3 separate regions of the Danio rerio genome follow, and all the other regions are linked to region 2. The links are chromatin contacts, called in public HiChIP or PLAC-seq maps. All regions are on one chromosome and are shown on one strand. Each heading gives the region's core, a stretch centred on a gene start, on an enhancer-like site or on the middle of the called end of the contact. The rest is flanking DNA. Distances are from core to core; before and after follow the strand shown. Region 1 holds the start of tp53 (tumor protein p53). Region 2 holds the start of dgcr8 (DGCR8 microprocessor complex subunit). Region 3 holds the start of eif4a1b (eukaryotic translation initiation factor 4A1B).

The links. HiChIP or PLAC-seq counts read pairs in DNA pulled down with a chosen protein or histone mark.
Region 1: an H3K4me3 HiChIP or PLAC-seq map of gastrula embryo shows a contact between it and region 2, with 5 times the contacts expected there. The contact joins the promoter of tp53 here to the promoter of dgcr8 in region 2. A contact is called at or near these places in 2 of 4 datasets of contacts at active chromatin or transcription factors (embryo and gastrula embryo).
Region 3: a contact with region 2 is called in an H3K4me3 HiChIP or PLAC-seq map of gastrula embryo, with 5 times the contacts expected there. The contact joins the promoter of eif4a1b here to the promoter of dgcr8 in region 2. A contact is called at or near these places in 2 of 4 datasets of contacts at active chromatin or transcription factors (embryo and gastrula embryo).

Annotation. Positions count from the first base shown.
Region 1 is chr5:24,740,383-24,744,212 of GRCz12tu, forward strand. It overlaps tp53 (tumor protein p53), which reads left to right and starts at 2,365. Exons shown (of 11, transcript NM_131327.2): 1 at 2,365-2,533; 2 at 3,171-3,225; 3 at 3,466-3,514; 4 at 3,607-3,783. The coding sequence starts at 3,173.
Region 2 is chr5:25,176,718-25,180,727 of GRCz12tu, forward strand. It overlaps dgcr8 (DGCR8 microprocessor complex subunit), which reads left to right and starts at 1,289. Exons shown (of 14, transcript NM_001122749.1): 1 at 1,289-1,400; 2 at 2,141-3,140; 3 at 3,702-3,864. The coding sequence starts at 2,451. mir1306 (microRNA mir-1306) reads left to right here and starts at 2,534; the gene lies at 2,534-2,602.
Region 3 is chr5:24,874,196-24,878,068 of GRCz12tu, forward strand. It overlaps eif4a1b (eukaryotic translation initiation factor 4A1B), which reads right to left and starts at 2,216. Exons shown (of 11, transcript NM_201510.2): 1 at 2,168-2,216; 2 at 1,513-1,561; 3 at 1,089-1,221; 4 at 803-942. The coding sequence starts at 2,190. senp3a (SUMO specific peptidase 3a) reads right to left here. Exons shown (of 11, transcript NM_001105114.1): 11 at 3,381-3,873. The region is part of intron 2 of LOC141385809 (a long non-coding RNA gene); the gene reads left to right.

The DNA of each region.
Region 1 (3,830 bases), core at 1,115-3,614, 440 kb before region 2:
GACAAATTCATTCATGTTAATGTGGTGTAAATGTTTATAATTTGTTGTAACCATACTTGAAATACAATTTGCATTTATATGTCTAATACTGATGTTAGGATGAATTGAATGCATCACTGTAAAAATAATAGAGGCTATAATAAATTTTTGATATTCTAAATAAACTGTAAAAAAACATATAGTCAATGCTGTTATGAAAACATGATAACATCACCACAAATTCACACAAAAGTTTCCTGTAAATGTATGTTTCTGGTTGCATTTTATCTGTAAAACAGATTTAAAATGGGATGAAAAGGTCTGTTGTGACATCAAAACCTTTGTGGTTTTACGTTTGCTTGAATAAAAGTCAAAATAGAGCTAGCATAACAAGACGTGTTTTGTGAAATTTGTATATTTGTTCTTTTAACAACGATTTGGAGAGATCTAAATCTGCCCATTTCTAGCTGTAGCTTGTAGAACTTTTCCAGAATGTTCAGTCAAACTCACGCATGCACGATGATGTTCAGATAGACTCAAGTTGATTAAAGCTTTTTTACATCATAATTAATTGATTATAAGTTTTATTTAAGATTAATAGCCACTAGGATTACATCTAGGAAATGTTTTTTAAATTGCAATAAAGTTTTGGTTTATGAATTGTCATCATATAAATGTAACACTGATCATCTATTGTCTTTAGAGAATCTTTTTTTTTTTTTAAATACACAAAAATTTGAGAGGTATTAAAACAAAGTGGCTTTGGCATCACAATAATTCTTTGAAGGTAAAAAAATATTATATTTCATGTCTTCAAAACATAATAGGTCTAGGCATATTTCTCAGTCAATTAATAATGCCCTCGAAAAATATGACTTATTCCACCATGCATGCGAATGTTTACAATACAATATAAAATATATGTTTGGGGTTTTGCTTCTGATTCGCTCTCTTTTTACTCTCTTCTCATATTGTTGTCAATCACACAAATATTTCAAAATAACGCAAACTGGGTGACTTATCAGATTAAATTAATTGCTTCTGTCCTAAAAAGGTGCTTTTTCAAGATCATACAGTCTTACTTAAAGTAATTGTTTCATGTCTGATTTATCCTTTTTATGCCAGGAAATGTTTTTTCAGAAGGCTGTATTTCTTGTGTATGTTATACAACATAAATGACTGCTGACACCTATTCTTTATACATACTTGACTGAAATCAAACCAAAGCCTACCTGTTTCATATTATAAGCAGTTTCCTTAGGCCTATTGTATGTAAGATAAACTGCTTATTATCCTAAACGTGGGTGACAATAACAGTTACATTTCTGAAATGGGGTGAGGCAGTGGCGCAGAAGCTAGTGCTGTCGCCTCACAGCAAGAAGGTTGCTGGGTCGCTGGTTCGAACCTCGGCCTCAGTTGGCGTTTCTGTGTGGAGTTTGCATGTTCTTCCTGCCTTCGCGTGGGACCGTGGGTTTCCTCCGGGTGCTCCGGTTTCCCCCACAGTCCAAAGACATGCAGTACAGGTGACTTGGGTAAGCTAAAATTGTCCCTAGTGTGTGTGAATGTGTGTGTGGGTGTTTCCCAGAGATGGGTTGTGGCTGGAAGGGCATCCGCTGCGTAAAAACTTGCTGGATAAGTTGGCGTTTATTCCGCTGTGGCGACCCCGGATTAATAAAGGGACTAAGCCGACAAGAAAATGAAATGAAATTTCTGAAATGCGATACTTACTTCATAAACTTTCAGTCTGAGTGATGAAGTGCTCATGACAGTCTTCCTCTCCCATGATGTGGGGACACAACTAGTCAGTCAGTGGTTTCACTAATGATTTTACGGACGGACCAATCACAGACATTGTGTGGCTGTAATCTATGTAAAGCACAGTAATTTTAATAAGCCTTTGGAGCTCATTATTTTATAATATCCAGTAAACCACTAATAACCGACTTTCAGTTTGTTCTGTAGATTGCAATTTGACGCCTTCCATGTGATTTCTTAAATCACAGCAAGGACACATCTGCCTCGCATCCCTCTGTTTATCTACCATTACAGATCCTTTCTTTGTTTCAATATTACTATTTCTGCGAAACGCAAGGTCAACAAGTGCTATTGTTCAATATAATATATAAAAACGCTGCAGATTTAAATCGTCTACGCGACCTGGATGCAGAAAGTTCACTGGACAAACAACTTCCTCGTTTAATAGATCCCGCCCTTTTGCAACACTCGAATTAATTGGCATAAAACAGACAACGTTAGTTATAAATATAAAGTGGAATGAAGCATCGATTCGTGCATTAAAATCGATATTTTTCTGCAGCGTTTTCTTTTTTCTTTCAATTAATTCATTCTCTGTCCGTCAGGTGACGCTGACGTCACATGCTCCTCCTGTAACTAGGGGAATCCCCAAAACTCCACGCGGATTTGCTTTGTGGATGTCCAATAACCTCCTTGTTTTGGTCATTCTTTAAGTCGATCGACTACATATCCGGGCAATCCGAAAGTCGATAATCGTAGTTTAGTGGAGAGGAGGTCGGCAAAATCAATTCTTGCAAAGGTAACAAAGCGAAACTTTTATTGACTAGCGTTAGTGGTTTGATCGATCATATTTATTAACGTTAACTAGTGTTTGTAGATTCAGCTGTTTGTATATTAAGTAAAAGTCGGGATTTGGTGTGCAACATCATTGGACCGCTTGTGTGTTGTATTATTGTAACAAACTGACGTCGATTCGATAAAAACTGGTAATGAATTAAGAGTGAAACTCGTATTTCGAACTTTAGGCCCGACATCGCTTTAAACGTTACTAAAACGTTGATGTTAACGTTAGCCGCTAAGCCTGTTAGCTAGCTAACATTAGCTGTCGAAAATGCAAACTTAGAGTTTCAGTATAATAGCTTTAGGTGACTTTTAGAAATCTTATGTACAGGTATGCGCATTTTTATTCATTTTTAGCTATATCTACTTGCGCGACAGAACTGTGAAGCTAATAAGCTAACGTTAAGCGGCATCTTTGCGACTCTGAGCGATCGCCTGTTTTTTAAATTTAAAGTGAATGTACATGTTATATAAATATCACACTTTGCATAAGAAACAACATCCCGACTTTTATTTTAACGTTATAGTAATTTTAGTTGTCGTGATATATTATTTCCCCCCAGGTTTTTATGACTTTCGTGTTTATAATTTCACAGCAATGGCGCAAAACGACAGCCAAGAGTTCGCGGAGCTCTGGGAGAAGAATTTGATGTAAGTTCGCAAGGGTCGCACTCCTGATACACAACGCTCCTCTTTTTCCTGCCTCTCTAAATTTCCCCGTATTTTTGTTAGCAGCCATGTCAGGTTGCTATAATGTACCTGTCTTAATATTTTTGGTGTTTGCTTGTTTAAGATGCATCTGTCGAACGTATTGTTTATCTGGAGTTCTTTGTATGAGCTTCAACAGATTAATACTAATTTCTCTCTCTTCCTTTTCAATTGTCTCAGAAGTATTCAGCCCCCAGGTGGTGGCTCTTGCTGGGACATCATTAATGATGAGGTATTTAAAAAAATAATCTCAAACACCCAGAAATCTCTATTTTCCTCTTTTGGTTTTCAGTGTTGAACTTTTGTTTGTTCTGTGTTTGCCAGGAGTACTTGCCGGGATCGTTTGACCCCAATTTTTTTGAAAATGTGCTTGAAGAACAGCCTCAGCCATCCACTCTCCCACCAACATCCACTGTTCCGGAGACAAGCGACTATCCCGGCGATCATGGATTTAGGCTCAGGTTCCCGCAGTCTGGCACAGCAAAATCTGTAACTTGCACTGTGAGTCAAAAGCGCATACACACACATACTTTCACAAATTTAATGGA
Region 2 (4,010 bases), core at 39-2,538:
TACCCGTTTGCTGCCTCGTCTGATTAACCCTTGTGTATGTTCATAGCACAATACTTTCAAGAATATATACAAGTGCAGATGTGCTTGATTTATTTATTTTTTAAGTACCATTCATACAAGTAGATGTTGGGGCGTTGTAATTGCAAGTGTTAAATATTACAATAATTCACACACACATACAAATCAGCTTGCCTTGTATAATCTGCATTCAGATACTATTGGTGACTAATACACCCCTGCATATTTGTAACTTTTGGTAGACAAAATTATTGTATGACATTTTACATATACGATCAGTTTTGGGCAGCGATGCCCAAACTCAATCCTGAAGGGCCGGTGTCTTGCAGATTTTAGCTTCATCCACAATTAGACACACCGGAACCAACTAATCAAGCTTTTACCAGGTATTCTAAAAAGCTTCTGGCAAGAGCAAGTTGAAGCTAAATTCTACAGGACTTTGGCCCTCCAGAACTTAATTTGGGCAGCCCTGGTGTAAAGTACCTTATTGGACACTTTTAATGCTTCCAAACTGTTTGCTGTGTGTCTTAAGGTAGTTCAGTATGATGGGATTTACTTTCTATGTAGGCTACGGTTTGATTGGACGGAATTTTCTAATTCCCATAGATAGGAAAAAATAGAGTAGTGACTGCAGGTTGAAGGAAGTAGTGGAGTAAAACACACACAGCACTAATGTACTCAAGGGAAGGTACACATTGTTAAAACTATGTAGTAAATTACTAATCCTGAGAAAAAAAACTACTCAGAGTAATTTGAGTATTTGTAATCTGTTACTTTACACACTGTATACGACATATATTTTATATTTGAAATCCAAACACGAAATTGTATATCTTTTATACAGTGTATCACATAGGCTACATAATTTGCATATTAGATTTGAATAGGACATTAGTAAATCAACAGATTCATTGGAAAGATTCGACTCAACGACTCGTCAACAAAGTTTGGCATGTTTGAAAAACTTGTTACACGTGTATTCATGTTTTAACAACTACATAATGACATAAAATTACACTCGAGTGTGCTCTCACATTCACAAAATTCATTCTTACACACTTGATAAATGCAATTTTGTGAGTGTTGGGTAATGCACGGGTGTAGTATTTATTTCATTTCCCCAATAATCACACAAATAGTATCAAGACTTCCTAAATTGCAATTCAGCGACATCGGAAGCAAGTTTCTTCAGTAAATATGAATCAAGCCGATTGGGCCAATCACATGTGCGTGGGCGCCGGTTGAGAGGCGTGTTCAGAAAGATCTGATGCTGCTCAGCTCTGCAGTGAAGATGGCGGAGAGAAGACACGGCCATCTGAAGCCAATCAGCAGAAAATGCCTATGATTGCATGCTGGCTTCAGTAGACGCGTTGTCTAATTGGGTAAGTAAAAGAAAATCGTTTGCTCAAACATCAGTGATATTTTCTCCTGCCGACGTTAATCTTTATCGCGCATGCTTTGGTCGAAAAGGTTCGGTTGGCGTGTACGATTCATTCTTATACCGTATAAGGACTCACTAATCGAGTCTTCGACTGGTTTCTGCCGAACAAAATAAAAAGCTTGAACAAACCTGGTTTAATAGCCGAGCAATGTGACGTTAAATTGTAGTTTTTAATGTCGTGAGGAATTGCAGCCATTTTGTTTAGCTTCGCTTAGCCGACAATTTAGCAAGGGCCTTTGGGGCTTCAGCTTGTTATGATGCGTTTTAAATACAGTGTTTATTTTTTAGGCTGTCATGTAGCTACATCACACTACAGTATAGCAAATAAATACACAGTTAATATGAGGTAATGCCACTTCGTTATGCGTTGTGATGAGTTAAACGTTGAAAATGCAGAGTTTTGCACTCTTAATTTGCTCTTCCAATATAAAATTAGCATTTAAGACCTGGAAATGTTTTATTTTGTTTGTAATTAGAGCTAAAATGCACCATAAATGCATGGCTTGATTTTATTTTTAAACTAAATGCATCTTCCTCAGTGTTTCTGTGTTCTTTAAATTATCGTTTGCATTTACTTAATTTCAAAACCTAAAGAAACTATTCATTACAAGTCAGTTTTAATGTGCCATAAAACTTTTTCCCAATGTCTCTTGATTTTTCTTTTTCCTTTCTCTTTTTCAGTACTGACAGAAGATCTGGCCTCCTGGGATGGACAGTGCTTAGATATGGGAACCATTTAAGCTGAATGCATTGTGATTTCCAATAATTGAGACAGTAATTTCTAAAAAGCTGTCTACATTAATGAAAAGAACAATGTAGTCAGCTTAGCATATTCAACCATGTACATGACTATTACTAAATAGGAGTTTCAAGCTTTATAATGTATACATGCATGTGTTAGGGCTGCAATTGTTTTAGTTAAATCGGGCACATCTCTCCCCAATTGTGTTCTTGTATCAGTTTTAGCATAGCTATTTTTAAGAAATTAAATATGGATGTAAATGAGATTTTACCTCCCCTCCCATTGGAGCCACCTGACGCAGTATTGGCGGGGAATGATTACAGTAAAGCACCTCCACCACCTCCCCTGCAAACGTCCAGTGACGCAGAGGAAATGGACGTTAGCTCTGGTGGTGATGGACACCAACACACCCCAGCAGTGGACAGGGACGAACAGCTTCTCCTCAACAAACGCACATTGTCTGTTAGTAGCCGCCCATCAGATAGTACTGACCCCATGACTACTTGCCCTAGAACCGCTCGCCATGCTCCCCCTGTTACCAAGTTTTTACCTGATCTCAAACTCCTCAGAGACGTAAAGATCAGTGTCAGCTTTTCGGACAGCAGTAAGAGCAAAGACAGGAAGGTGTTGTACACTGGTTTTGGGCAGGTTAGCGATGAAGATCAGAGCCTAGAGAGCATAAACGGAGAATTGCATGATTCTGTAATGATGAGAAGCGTGCCTGGCAGTTCAGCTATGAGCACTGGCTTCATGGGTTTAGCTAGAACTAGAGAAGAGCTGGAGGCAGAGCAGGAGAACAAGGTTGAGTTCGCTGTGCTGGATGACCTGGAAGATTTCAGCGAGAACTTTCTGGAAGATGGAGAGCCAAGTGCTTTCAGGTCTCAGATGATAGTTCAGCAGGAGCAAGTGCACGAGGAGGACCTGAGTTACTCCTATGAGGTAAAATGCATGGTTTGTTACGATTATAATTTCCTCTTTGTTAAAGGGATGGTTCATCCAGCAATTAGAATTTACTCTGCCTTGAGTTTTATCCAAACCTTTAAGTTTCTTAATACTGTTGAACAGTAAAGGTGGTATTTTGAGTACTGAAAACCTGTAGCCTTTGATTCCTTAATAGGATAAACAACTACGTTGGAAGTCTGTGGTTACAGGTTTCCAGCTTTCTTTAAAATATCTTGTTTTGTTTACCAGAAGAAACTCAAAGGTTTGAAATAAACGTAAATGATCACAGATTTGTCTTCGGGATGAACTATGCCTTTAAATTGAAATAATGCAGACTAATTAAAGATGTTCATCATATAAAACATGTACTGAATTGTGCGTCATATGCAGATATGTGTTTTTCATTCTTCAACAAGGATCCTGGAGTGTAACAAGGTGGCTCATTGAAGAACATTTGAATCACAGCTCATAAAGTGGGCTTGATTCAAATCTGCTTCTTGGTGTATATCTAGTTGATGTTTTAGTGGGTGCTGGTTACTAACCAATTTGCTCTTCCAGGAGGACTTTGACAATGATGTAGATGCCCTGTTGGAGGAAGGCATGCCCATGCCCAAGAAGAGGCGTGTGGCTGAAGACAAATATGCTGGAGACAGTGATCACCATTCAGACGGGGAGGCCGGAGTTCAGCCTATGATGACCAAAATTAAGACCATTCTTAAGAGTGAGCCTCAGAAACCCTTTGTTAACTTGATTCAGAAGTCATCAAGCATTCTTTCTAGCTACACTGTTAAAATTTTTAGCAAGTTTGCTTTATTGTCCCTTGACGTTTTGTAATTATTTTTGAGTTCTATTTATTGATATAGCATG
Region 3 (3,873 bases), core at 966-3,465, 300 kb before region 2:
GATTAATGAATTTCTATATCTCAATACTGTTAGACTCCACTGATGACCATAAAGCAGGGGTATCTAAGCTTGGTCATGGAGGGCCGGTGTCCTGCAAAGTTTACTTCCAAACCCAATCAGACACACCTGGGCTACCTAATCAAGCTCTTACTAGGCTTTCTAGAAATATCCTTGGAGGTGTGTTGAGGCAAGTTGGAACTTAAACCTGCAGGGAACCGCCCCTCCAGGACGGAGTTTGGACACCCTTACCATAAAGCGTTGTTTATTTCATTTTTATCTTTGTTCTATTGTCTTTAAAATATTATTCTGTGTTTTGTATAATTTTTTGGATTTTGTGCAGATGGACTTCACTACAAAATCATTTGTAGTTTTTTCAAAGTGATTATCTTGTGATATTATATTCATATCACAGAAAAACTAAATATTGCAATGTCAGTTTTTCCAATATCATGCAGCCCTAATCTACTGCATTATTATTTATATTATTTTTCAATACATTTGAAAAGTTATTCTTGAAATCTTAGTGTATTAGCATTTTGCTTGGGTAACTTAGGGACAGGTCAGGATCGGAACTCTTCCCTACCTCTAAAGTGGGGAATGGCTAAAAATGAAGAAACACTGATCTACCTATACTCTTTTGCAACTGAAAACAGAAAATAAATGTCTAATTACCAACTTTAGTTAGATACATGCTTAGAAAAACATGACAATATGTGAAATTGCTTTATAAAATGGACATTCATTAACAGCAAATGATCACACTGACAAATAAAAATAGTACTTGTAATAAAAAGGCACTGACCTGCTGAGCCAGTTCACGGGTGGGCGCCAGGACCAAAGCTTGAGTGCCCTTCAGCTCTATGTCAATCTGCTGCAGGATGGAGATGGCAAAAGTGGCAGTCTTGCCTGTGCCCGACTGGGCCTGAGCAATGACATCATATCCTACAACAGGGAAAGAGATGTACATGCATTATTGATGAAACAGAATGAATGGTTTTCAAGCTTCAAAAGATCAGCCATGGCAGCTACAACTCACATGGAAACGTCCCCCCCTTTTTTTTTTAGGACAAACATTAAAAGTGTCTTACCCTTGATGCAAGGGAGGATAGCCCTTTGCTGGATGGCAGAGGGCTTCTCAAAACCATAAGCATAGATTCCCCTGAGCAGAGTCTCACGCAGGTTCATGTCATCAAAGCTGTCCACGATCTCATCCCAGTTACTCTGCAGTCACAGGGAAGAAAATAATTACATGTTAATTAAGAAAAGACCAAGTTCATCTTCATGCAGTCTCACTCTGAGAAAAAAAAAATGATTAGCTATTTGTCACTCTGCATAGCGCATAAAAGAAAACAGGTTGGCAGTTGTGCAGAAAAGGAATTGCTGACCCCCACAGTGAGGACAAGACTGTCAAAACAACTGACAGCACTTTCAGTTCAGTGCCAACCTGTTTATTACAGCTGCACCAAGAGTGACATACATTATATAATATACATTTCTTTTTTTTCCACTAACCTCAATGACTCCATCTGGCTCCATGCCCTCGGGGCCATTGTCTCTGGGTCTGGAAAGAAATGTCACACATCAACACCTCATAATAACGTATACTATACTTGGGCAATAATGTTTACTGTTTTATATATAAACAAGTCGCATTTTACAAACACAGCCGTATTCTGGTATTCATCTATCATTAATTACACTTGTCAATGCAGATAACCTTCCACGTAGTCTTAATGAAAATGTATTTAGATTGAATGTGTGAGAATGCGTGTTTAGGGAAATCAGGCTTTGCTAGGGGCCATATGTAGAGGGTAATGTGTCGAGCAGCCTGTCATCTATGAACACTAATTTAGGTTGCGATATAATTATTAAATTCATCAGATTGACGTAACACCCATCGTTGGCGGTCTAAATCGTAGTTTTGAGCCGTTGAAAAGTATATATCGTCCAACGTCAACGTCCTCAAGCAGGCCAGGGTTGCTAAGAGCTCATATGCTAAAAACGGTGGGCATTTTACTACTCGTTTACGACATTCAAGACCACGAAGCACGAGCCACGGCCAACAAAATCTAGAAGCGGAACGTCTGTAGCGACTGACAACATGTACGCATGCGACCTGTGGTGTTTAAATAAATACATAAAGATCGATGAGTTTCCGCGGCCCTACCTCCCTTCATAATCTGCCGACATTATCACAAAGGGCGAGCACACCGCGAAAATGTTTTATATAGTTTAACACGGGCTTCTTGGTCAAATTGTGATTGCTGCATTCGGCCATCAGTCAGAATATGTCCCGCCCTCCGCGTATTCTGATTGGACAGTGCAGACGTCAGTCAGTAGTAGTAACCGCCTTTAGGTGTTGGATAACGTTAAATGGGGCGGAACTTGACGTGTTATTCCTGCCCTTGCTGAAATGTAATTGGACTAAAGCTAACCTCAAAATATCATTTGCTTGGCCTACGGTCACGTAGAAAGCGTCCATTATATCCAGGTATGGCAATGCAGTGTAATCTTACCCAGAAACACTTTAAATAATAGTCTCTTGATGGGGAAGTGTTATTATATTACAAACTACCATTATATTTTAAACTATATATGATTATTTTTAATTGTAAGAGAACTTAACCCATTTCCCTGCTGAAAAATCCAGCTTAAACCAGCCTAAGCTGGTTGGCTGGTTTTAGCTGGTCGACCAGGCTGGTTTTAGAGGGGTTTTGGCCACTTCCAGGCTGGTTTCCAGCCATTTCCAGCCTGGTCTTAGCTGGTCAGGCTGGGAGATGACCAGCTAAAACCAGCTTGACCAGCCTGGCCAAGCTGGGAGTCCAGCCAAAACCAGCTATATCCAGCTTAAACCAGGCTGGTCAAGCTGGTTTTAGCTGGATTTGGCTGGTCATTTTCCAGCCTGACCAGCTAAGACCAGGCTGGAAATGGCTGGAAACCAGCCTGGAAGTGGCCAAAACCCCTCTAAAACCAGCCTGGTCGACCAGCTAAAACCAGCCAACCAGCTTAGGCTGGTTTAAGCTGGATTTTTCAGCAGGGTTACCTTAGTATTTTGTAGTAAAAACGTCTAGATAATTAGCATACATTTAGTTACCTTTCCAAACAACCGTAGGTGAGCTTGTACTTAGCTGCTGTATTCATTTTGATTGATTGATTTTATTTGACAATTTTACCAAAAATATACAAACAAGTGCAGTTAGACTAATTCATACATATTTAAAAAACTGTCGTGGATAAAATACACAAAAAAGCCACAGGACGAGCAAATTATAAATGACATGAAATAAATTTTGATGTCAACAACTGCTCTAAACAGCCTTAAATATCCTAATTAAACCAAGCAATTCCTAAAACACAAAAATTGTACACATGGATGACACTTATTGTCTTCATGTTTTTTATTAGTACAGCTTACAACAACGTATGCATCTCAAAAGATATAAAACGGTTTAATTTACAGCTGCACTTTTTTTTTCTCCATACTTTTGCATCTTAAATCGCACAGGTACATAACGACAGACAAACAATATTGAACAAACAAAAATAATATAGTGTCGTGGTCCATATTGACTCAGTATGTGTATAGCGCAATACATTTTTAAAATGTCTGCAAGTCTCCTTTCACCACTCAATGGAATTACTGTTTTAGCATACAAGTTACTGACATCAAGAACATGAAAAAAGTAATTGCCAACAAAATGGCGGCACCTAATGAACAGTTCACTGAGGTTGATCTCCCTCTCATTTCTAGAAACCAGCTTACTTTCTTTTCTTTTTTTTTAAATCTGAGCAAACAAACAACTGGGCTGAACAGAGGATGGCATTCACCAAGTCAAAATACAAAGTCATTGAAAGAAAAGAGGGATAAAAACG